Regions from separate parts of the Xenopus laevis genome. Here region 1 is linked to region 2. A link is a contact called in public Hi-C data. All regions are on one chromosome and are shown on one strand. Each heading gives the region's core, a stretch centred on a gene start, on an enhancer-like site or on the middle of the called end of the contact. The rest is flanking DNA. Distances are from core to core; before and after follow the strand shown. Region 1 has its middle 25 kb from the start of tmcc1.L. Region 2 overlaps tmcc1.L (transmembrane and coiled-coil domain family 1 L homeolog).

The links. A called contact is a pair of places that touch in the nucleus more often than the background predicts.
Region 1: a Hi-C map of the XTC cell line shows a contact between it and region 2, with 4 times the contacts expected there. The contact joins two enhancer-like sites. A contact is called at or near these places in 2 of 4 Hi-C or Micro-C datasets (the XL177 cell line and the XTC cell line).

Annotation. Positions count from the first base shown.
Region 1 is chr4L:131,647,770-131,651,676 of Xenopus_laevis_v10.1, reverse strand. It overlaps a transcript of tmcc1.L not described here. Among protein-coding and RNA genes, the nearest start is that of tmcc1.L, 25 kb to the right of the region's middle. Within about 2 kb of position 1,841, at least 2 of the 7 cell types and tissues checked have an H3K27ac peak or open chromatin away from gene starts, as enhancers often do.
Region 2 is chr4L:131,535,864-131,539,608 of Xenopus_laevis_v10.1, reverse strand. tmcc1.L (transmembrane and coiled-coil domain family 1 L homeolog) reads left to right here. Exons shown (of 5, transcript NM_001091298.1): 3 at 158-855; 4 at 3,003-3,138. Among protein-coding and RNA genes, the nearest start is that of plxnd1.L, 28 kb to the right of the region's middle. Within about 2 kb of position 2,343, at least 1 of the 7 cell types and tissues checked has an H3K27ac peak or open chromatin away from gene starts, as enhancers often do.

The DNA.
Region 1 (3,907 bases), core at 592-3,091, 110 kb before region 2:
GATGCTGGGAGATTTAGTGGTTATATACTGAAATAAACGCTGCCTCTCCACTACTGGTGACAGCCAAGGGTTGTTCGTGGATTCTGGGAGCTGTAGTTGAACAATGTAGGCTGCTGTTGTGCCAAGCATAGGTTGTCGGGATGCTGAGAGCTGTGATTAAACAAGTGCCGAGAATATGCAGGTTTTGTCAGGAACAAGTGGAATTGCTGCTGTATAATTAAGACTGTGCAAGGTGCTGAGCGTGTAAGGAAACTTAGATCCTCGATTCGTACGATTTTCGGACCCAGTGTCGGACTGGCCCGGCGGGAAACCAGGAAAAAAACCCGGCTTGCCCCGACCCTTAATGGGCCCCCGCCGGCCAGACCCCTCTCCCGACCAGTTTGTTAAAACAAAAAAGATTTCTTTAGGCACCGCACAGCGCCATTCATACCGAGCATCGAGTGGCGCCTCTCAAGCAGGATCGCCAAGTGCATCTCGGTAGGGGGTCAGAGGGGGCCCTGGACAGTAGTCCCGGTGGGCCCCCCAGTCCGACACTGTTCGGATCATGTGTGGAGAGTCCCGTCATTTTTCATCCGGCGGAGATCGGTCGTTTGGTCGATCGGACAGGTTAAAAGATTTCTGTCGGCTGCCGATAAAGTATTGCCGATTTTCAGAGGGAGACTGTCGCCCGCTTTGGTCAGACATAACTTTCGTACGATTGCTGTCAGGGGCAGAACATTGGCTGATCTGTTCTTTTACTACTTTATTTGATCTGAATGGTAAGACTTTGATCTGAATGGTTAATGGCAGGTCGGGAGATGGGGAAGTCCGATCGTACGTTGATTCGTATGATCGGATCTTTGCGTCTATGGCTAGCTTAAGGGGTGTATTTATCAAAGAGTGAACTTAGATATAGCCACCGTCCGCTACAGTGAATTTCTGCCACTCTCCATTCATTTCCATGGCATTTTAAAAAATAGTATTTATCAATGAGTGAAAGACAAAGTTCATCCTTTGATAAATACGCCTTTCAAAATCTAAGGCTCCGTATCTTAGAAACACATAGCTTCTTTCTCAGGAGGCTGGTGGCCTGGTACTGGCACACCTGTTAGAGTGAAATTCCGCCACTCCATTCATTTCTATGGGATTTTGAAAGGCGTATTTATCAAAGGATGAACTTTGACTTTCACCCAATGATAAATACTATATTTAAAAATGGCATGAAAATGAATGGAGAGTGGCGGAATTTCACTCTATCGGGCTGTGGCTATATCTAACTTCACTCTTTAATAAATATACCCCCAAGTGTGAAATAATAGTGAGAGGCAAAACAAGATGTGACTGACAGGACATTTCCTCTGTATGTTACAGTATACAGGAATGTATTGCCTCTATTATCTCTTCTTTTCTCCCATCTGGTTTGCTCTGCTGGTTTCTTCCATGTACTGCTGTCCCCAGGCTTGTTATAGTCGGCTCTTCTTTTCCCTCCCATGGCTCTTCTGTTTTCCTGTCAGCCTTCCAACTTGCTTTTCCCAACTGTTTCCTCTTTCCATATTTATGGCATTCCACTCATCCCTTTATCTCTAACTGTCTGCAGCAGATATATCCAGGCCATTCCTATCCTGCTCTACAGTCATTGTTCTGTATTCACATCAGCCGCTGCTCCAGTGGAGCTTACAGTCTAAGGTTCCTATGTTTAATACACACAGGATCGGTTTATTGGGAGCCGATGAATTTATTTTATATTTTTCAAGGTTTGGAAATAGAGTAGCCATGGGGACCCACGCTGTTATTTGGCTAGCTGGATCCAATACCCAGTGTGCGGACACCTTCAGCATGTGTCACATAGGGCTGTGTTCTTATGCATCTGTTTGTTTCTGTGCTGCTGTTTTATGTCTGATCACTTTCTTTTGTGTGTCCAAACCTGCTGATCCTGTATCGTCAGGTTGTGGATTTTGGTGGTTCTGCCGGTTGTTATTGTCTAACTCTCTGCTCCTCGCCTACAACCTGTGCTATTTTGTTACTCCCAGTACTTTTCTAATGCTTCTACCAACACTATCCTACCTGATCTAATCCATTGCTTTACATCTCAGTTGTTTTACTCCCTCTTACCCTGCTGCTTTTCCATCTGTAGCAGATCTTTAACACTTTGCCTCCTACTTTATTTCTAGCAGGCTCCAAATTAGTTATTGTGCTGTGTTTAACATCATCTGGCTTTCTTACATCAGTTCAACTGAAGGGCATCTGACTTCCTTGTCTGTCTTTTACCTTTTACTTATCGAGACCCCTGTCTAATAATTGCTTATACATTTATTTATCCCAGTGCTGTAACCCATAACAACCAGTCATAAATGAGAGCATTTAGTAACGACTGAACGTGTTTGAATCATTGCTGTGAGCCACTGTACTGGTGCTGGCGAGGGTCACTCTCCCTTAATTTCATCCATAGATTTTCCTGCTGTGCCATTCTTCTGATGTCAGGACTTGAAATTGTTATTTTTGGAGTGAAACCAAGGCAGTGCCGTGAAAGGAAAAATAAATCTTGTACAATGCAGATGAATGAAGGGAACAGTCAGGGGTGCCTGCATGATACTCCAGTTCATGGATGTGTTTAGTTTGCTGGAATATAAAAGTTATGACGTACAATTCTGATGCCTTGCTGATTACAGTGAATTTTTCTCAGTCTCTGCATACAGTATGTATGTAGAATTGTGCTGTGCTTCATGTGCTCTCAGAACCATAGCAGTGCTAGAAAAACAGGGAATATATTTCTTTGTGGCACAGCAACTGTCAGGGCTTCGTCAATGCACTGATTATTGAACCAAGAAGAACTTTTAAATATCGGGGGTAATTTTTCCCCATGAAAACCAGGTGCTTCATTTGTCCCTATGCTGTTGTACACAGACAGGAATAGTATGTGCCTGAATGCAGGATCCAGCAGATGCATTAGAACAAAAACTGTCATCAGGCCTGAAGGCATCTCTCATGTGTGTAACTTTATAGCAGTGATCCCCAACCAGTAGCTCATGAGCAACATGTTGCTCTCCAACCTCTTGAATGTTTCTCTCAGTGTCCTCAAAGCAGGTGCTTATTTTTGAATTCCAGGTTTGGAATCAAGTTTTCTTTGCATAAAAACTAAGTATAGTGCCAAGTAGTGCCTCCTGTAGGCTGCCAGTCCACGTAGGGGATACCAAATAGCCAATCACAGCACCTATTTGGCACCCCAAGGGACTTTTTCATGCTTGTGTTGCTGCCCAACTCTTTTTACATTTGAATGTGGCTCACAGGTAAAAAAAAGGTTGGGGACCTCTGCTTTATTGGAATAACTGTGCCTTATTTTTCAAGTGTCTGAATACTTTAATTCTTTGCTGAATACCGTATATACTTGAGTATAAGCCGTCCTGAGTATAAGCCGAGGTACCTAATTTTACCTCCAAAAACTGGGAAAGTGTATTGACTCGAGTATAAGCCTAGGGTGAGAAATGCAGCAGCTTCTGGTAAGTTTCAATCAAAAAACTGAGGGTTTCTGCTCCCATTGGAGGTGCCGGCATCTAGTTTTTGGATGGCGACGACCATTCTTGGACGCCTGTGAATATTCTTGGCGACTATTCTTGGACGCCGGCGACTATTCTTGGACGCCGGCGACTATTCTTGGACGCCGGCGACTATTCTTGGACGCCGGCGACTATTCTTGGACGCCGGCGACTATTCTTGGACGCCGGCGACTATTCTTGGACGCCGGCGACTATTCTTGGACGCCGGCGACTATTCTTGGACGCCGGCGACTATTCTTGGACGCCGGCGACTATTCTTGGACGCCGGCGACTATTCTTGGACGCCGGCGACTATTCTTGGACGCCGGCGACTATTCTTGGTCGCCGGCGTTTTTGCGCTTGACCCAAGTATAAACCGAGGTAGAGTTTTTCAG
Region 2 (3,745 bases), core at 1,094-3,593:
TGAATGCCGCTCCACAAGTTTTTTCGGTCTATCCGCTCCCCGTGCTGAGGGCTCAGCGTGGTTCTCTCTTCCTCTATGTGGTGCGTTATCTTTTACTTGTTTGAGACCCTTGATTCATTCATCCTACTCCTGACCCCTCTGACTTTTCCTTGTTCAGGTTTTTGAGAAGAAGAACCAGAAGTCCTCACAGAACATTCTGCATCTCCAGAAGAAGCTCGAGCATTATCACCGCAAACTGCGTGAGGTGGAGCAGAATGGCATTGCACGGCAGCCCAAGGATGTGCTCCGGGACATGCACCAGGGGCTAAAGGATGTGGGGGCGCGAGTAACCGGATTCAGCGAGGGGGTGGTGGGCAGTGTCAGGGGAGGGTTGTCCAGCTTTTCACAGGCTACTCATTCTGCTGCCGGTGCAGTGGTGTCCAAGCCCAGAGAAATCGCCTCTCTGCTGCGCAACCGCTTTGGAAGCAGTGACAACATCTCATCCCTGGATGATCCTTCACTTCTCTCCACTCCACAAGGGGAAGATTTTGTTCCTGGAAAGGGTTTGGGGACCCTAAATATGCTCCAGGCTAGTCCCAAATACGGCAGCGAGGAGGACTGTTCCAGTGCAACCTCAGGATCTTTCGGAGCAAACAGCACCAGTGGGGGGCAAGGCGGGGGAGGAGGCGGGGCAGGCAGCTCACGGACAAACACCTTGGATAGACAGGCACTGACAGGCTTCCATGTTGTATTACAAGAAATCCAGGAAATTCGGGAAGCCCAGGGCCAGCTAGAAGAGTCTTTGGAAGGGCTGAAGAGCCAGTACCAGAGAGATTATTCCTACATCCTACAGTCCCTACAGGAAGAGAGGTTCAGGTAAGTGACTGCAGGTAGATGACAAAGGGGAACTGGAAGAAGAATTTTTGCAATTTATGAGGGGTGACTGACTTACTGCATATGAGCTCCCTAAGGGTAGGACTACACGGACATTTTTGGTGTGAACCGACGCGCTACGACAACGCCTGCAACAAGTTGCATGCAACGGAAATAGGTAAGAGATAGAAATGTCGGATGAAGTCGCAACATTGATCTGACGAGACACAACTGTCGGATGCAGGTGCGGCGTCTGCACCCGACAGTCGTGTTGCGTCGGATCAACGCTGCGACTTCATCGACACTATCTCTTAACTTATTTCTTTTGCATGCGACTTGTCGCAGCGCGCCAGTTCGCACCAAATACATCCATGTAGTCCTACCCTAAGGGTGAAGACACACTGAGCTACTAGTAGCAGCTACTTGTCCCTAGTACAAAAATAGTTACAATACTTAAAATTTTCGCTGTGGGGGTCATTTATAAAGAGTGGCAAATTTGCACCTGGTCAGTAACCCATGGCAACTAATCCGATGATTGCATTCACTGTTCAACCAGCAGCTGGTCTAAATTCCCCAAACTGTCTTGCCCTGCCTTCCTGCCCGCTAGAATGTAATTCAGCAGTGGGATGGCACTCGGAGCAATTCGTTTTTCAAAGTCGCCTGATGCAACTTCGCCATCCCACAGGTGATTTACATTCTAGCCAGCAGGGGAAGGCAGTTCGGGGAGATTAGTTGCCCCGAAGAAGAGGAGATTTGTTGCCGGGCGACTTTTCTCCCCAAATCTGACCATGTGTCTTTGCCCTAAAAGGATAAGTAATAGTCCCATGGAGCTCATCAATGTCGAGTAGCCTTTATGGGATATCAGGAGTGAAATCCAGGTGTCTTTTTGCCACCCCCTGCACTTCCTACAGCCATTTCAACATTTTATTGGGCATTGGTACAGGGCATGGGACTATATGTATATGTGTTAGTGTGTGAATATGATTGCAGCTGTTGTGTAACAACATGGGGGTGTTCTCGGCTGTAGTTGAACATCAGCAGGAGAGCAATAAGTTGGCTGTTCCTACTGAAATGCATTGTATTTATGGATTTTAATAATATGATAATATAATTAAACTTGGCCTTGAATGGCTTGAGATGAGTAAATGTACAAACAGGTCTGTCAGGCTTCTTGCCCCTGCTTGTTGCTTGTGAGGTAAGTGACATAGCTCTTCAGCTATTAGTGAACTACAGCTCCTAATATCCTCACCCTCGGGCTCACCCAATGTGATCTGATGAGCTCAAGTATGGGAAACTCTACCCTCATGTGGTTCATACCTGTATATTGGTGCTGCCTGCAGTTGCTCTTGAAGTTGTTGTGGGCAGGTGATATCTCCTGTAATTAAGTCCTGCATAAATATTTTAATTATCTAAACTGGGACAGCTCAAGCTCAGAGAATGTTGTAGGAGGAAGTCCTTGTCCAAGTTACATGAGGCTGGCACTCCCTCTACTGATTCAATAGGGGAACTACAGCATTTTGTAACTGCCTTGTCACAGGGATTCCCCAGATAACTTAACAAGTGCAGTCAGGTCGCAACTATAGCAGCAATGGGCACTGAAAGTATATTTTTAAATAGAAACACATCCATAAAGGGATGGGGTATAGCCACACATGCACAGAGGAATGGCTATATTGTAGCATGCAGGAGTAAGTATGGAGTATAGTTACACATAGGCAGGGGAAAGGATATATTGTATGCACTGGCATATAGCTATAAACACAATACTTTTACAGTAAGTAACTCCTATCGGTGATCAAAATAAAGAAAATATTGCTAAAATATGGCCTGTATGCCTGTATACAGTGTTGTTGTGCTCAATACAAAGCAGAATCAACCTTTTTTGGTGTTGGGGGTGTTTTTTGGATGATCTGGAAGTGGTAGAGGTTGTTGAACACTAAAATTGCATTTTGTTAAATGAGTATTGCAGGGATTCTGGGGAAACATGTAAGATGTGGTCTACACATTGTCTCTTAGTATGTAGAGCATGATATGTTACAAGTATAAATAATGAGCACACAGATGCACATATCAACATGCAGGTTCTTCTAAAAGTGACCCGTTTTTTGTCTTTCTTATTCACACTAAATCAGTCCCTCTGTATAATCCAGGTGTGAGCGACTAGAAGAACAGCTTAATGATCTGACGGAGCTGCACCAGAACGAGATACTCAATCTGAAGCAGGAGCTTGCCAGCATGGAGGAGAAGATTGCCTATCAGTCGTACGAAAGGGCAAGAGATATTCAGGTGAGACAGGGGTTCCCAAACTGTGGGCTGCCCACCCCTGGGGAGCTAGGAGCAGTTTCAACCTGAAATACAGTTAGGGTAACAACTGAAATAAATGGCTAGTTCTCTTCTAGATGCACCTATAAGCCCAGTTTGCAGGTCAGTTGGGGTGGGAATTGGGGTCCTAGATAATCTTTGAACTATGGCAGATTGACTAATATTTTCCTATATCTGTACCCATTTAATGGGCTAGTGGGGACCTCACCAAAGGTTGGACCTTCAAATGGGGCCTGACTAAAGGTTGTACCTTCAAGTGGGGCCTGACTAAGAGTTGGACCTTCAAGTGGGGCCTGACTAAAGGTTGGACCTTCAAGTGGGGCCTGACTAAAGGTTGGACCTTCAAGTGGGGCCTGACTAAAGGTTGGACCTTCAAGTGGGGCCTGACTAAAGGTTGGACCTTCAAGTGGGGCCTGACTAAAGGTTGGACCTTCAAGTGGGGCCTGACTAAAGGTTGGACCTTCAAGTGGGGCCTGACTAAAGGTTGGACCTTCAAGTGGGGCCTGACTAAAGGTTGGACCTTCAAGTGGGGCCTAACTAAAAGTTCAAGTGGGGCATCATCAAAGCATGG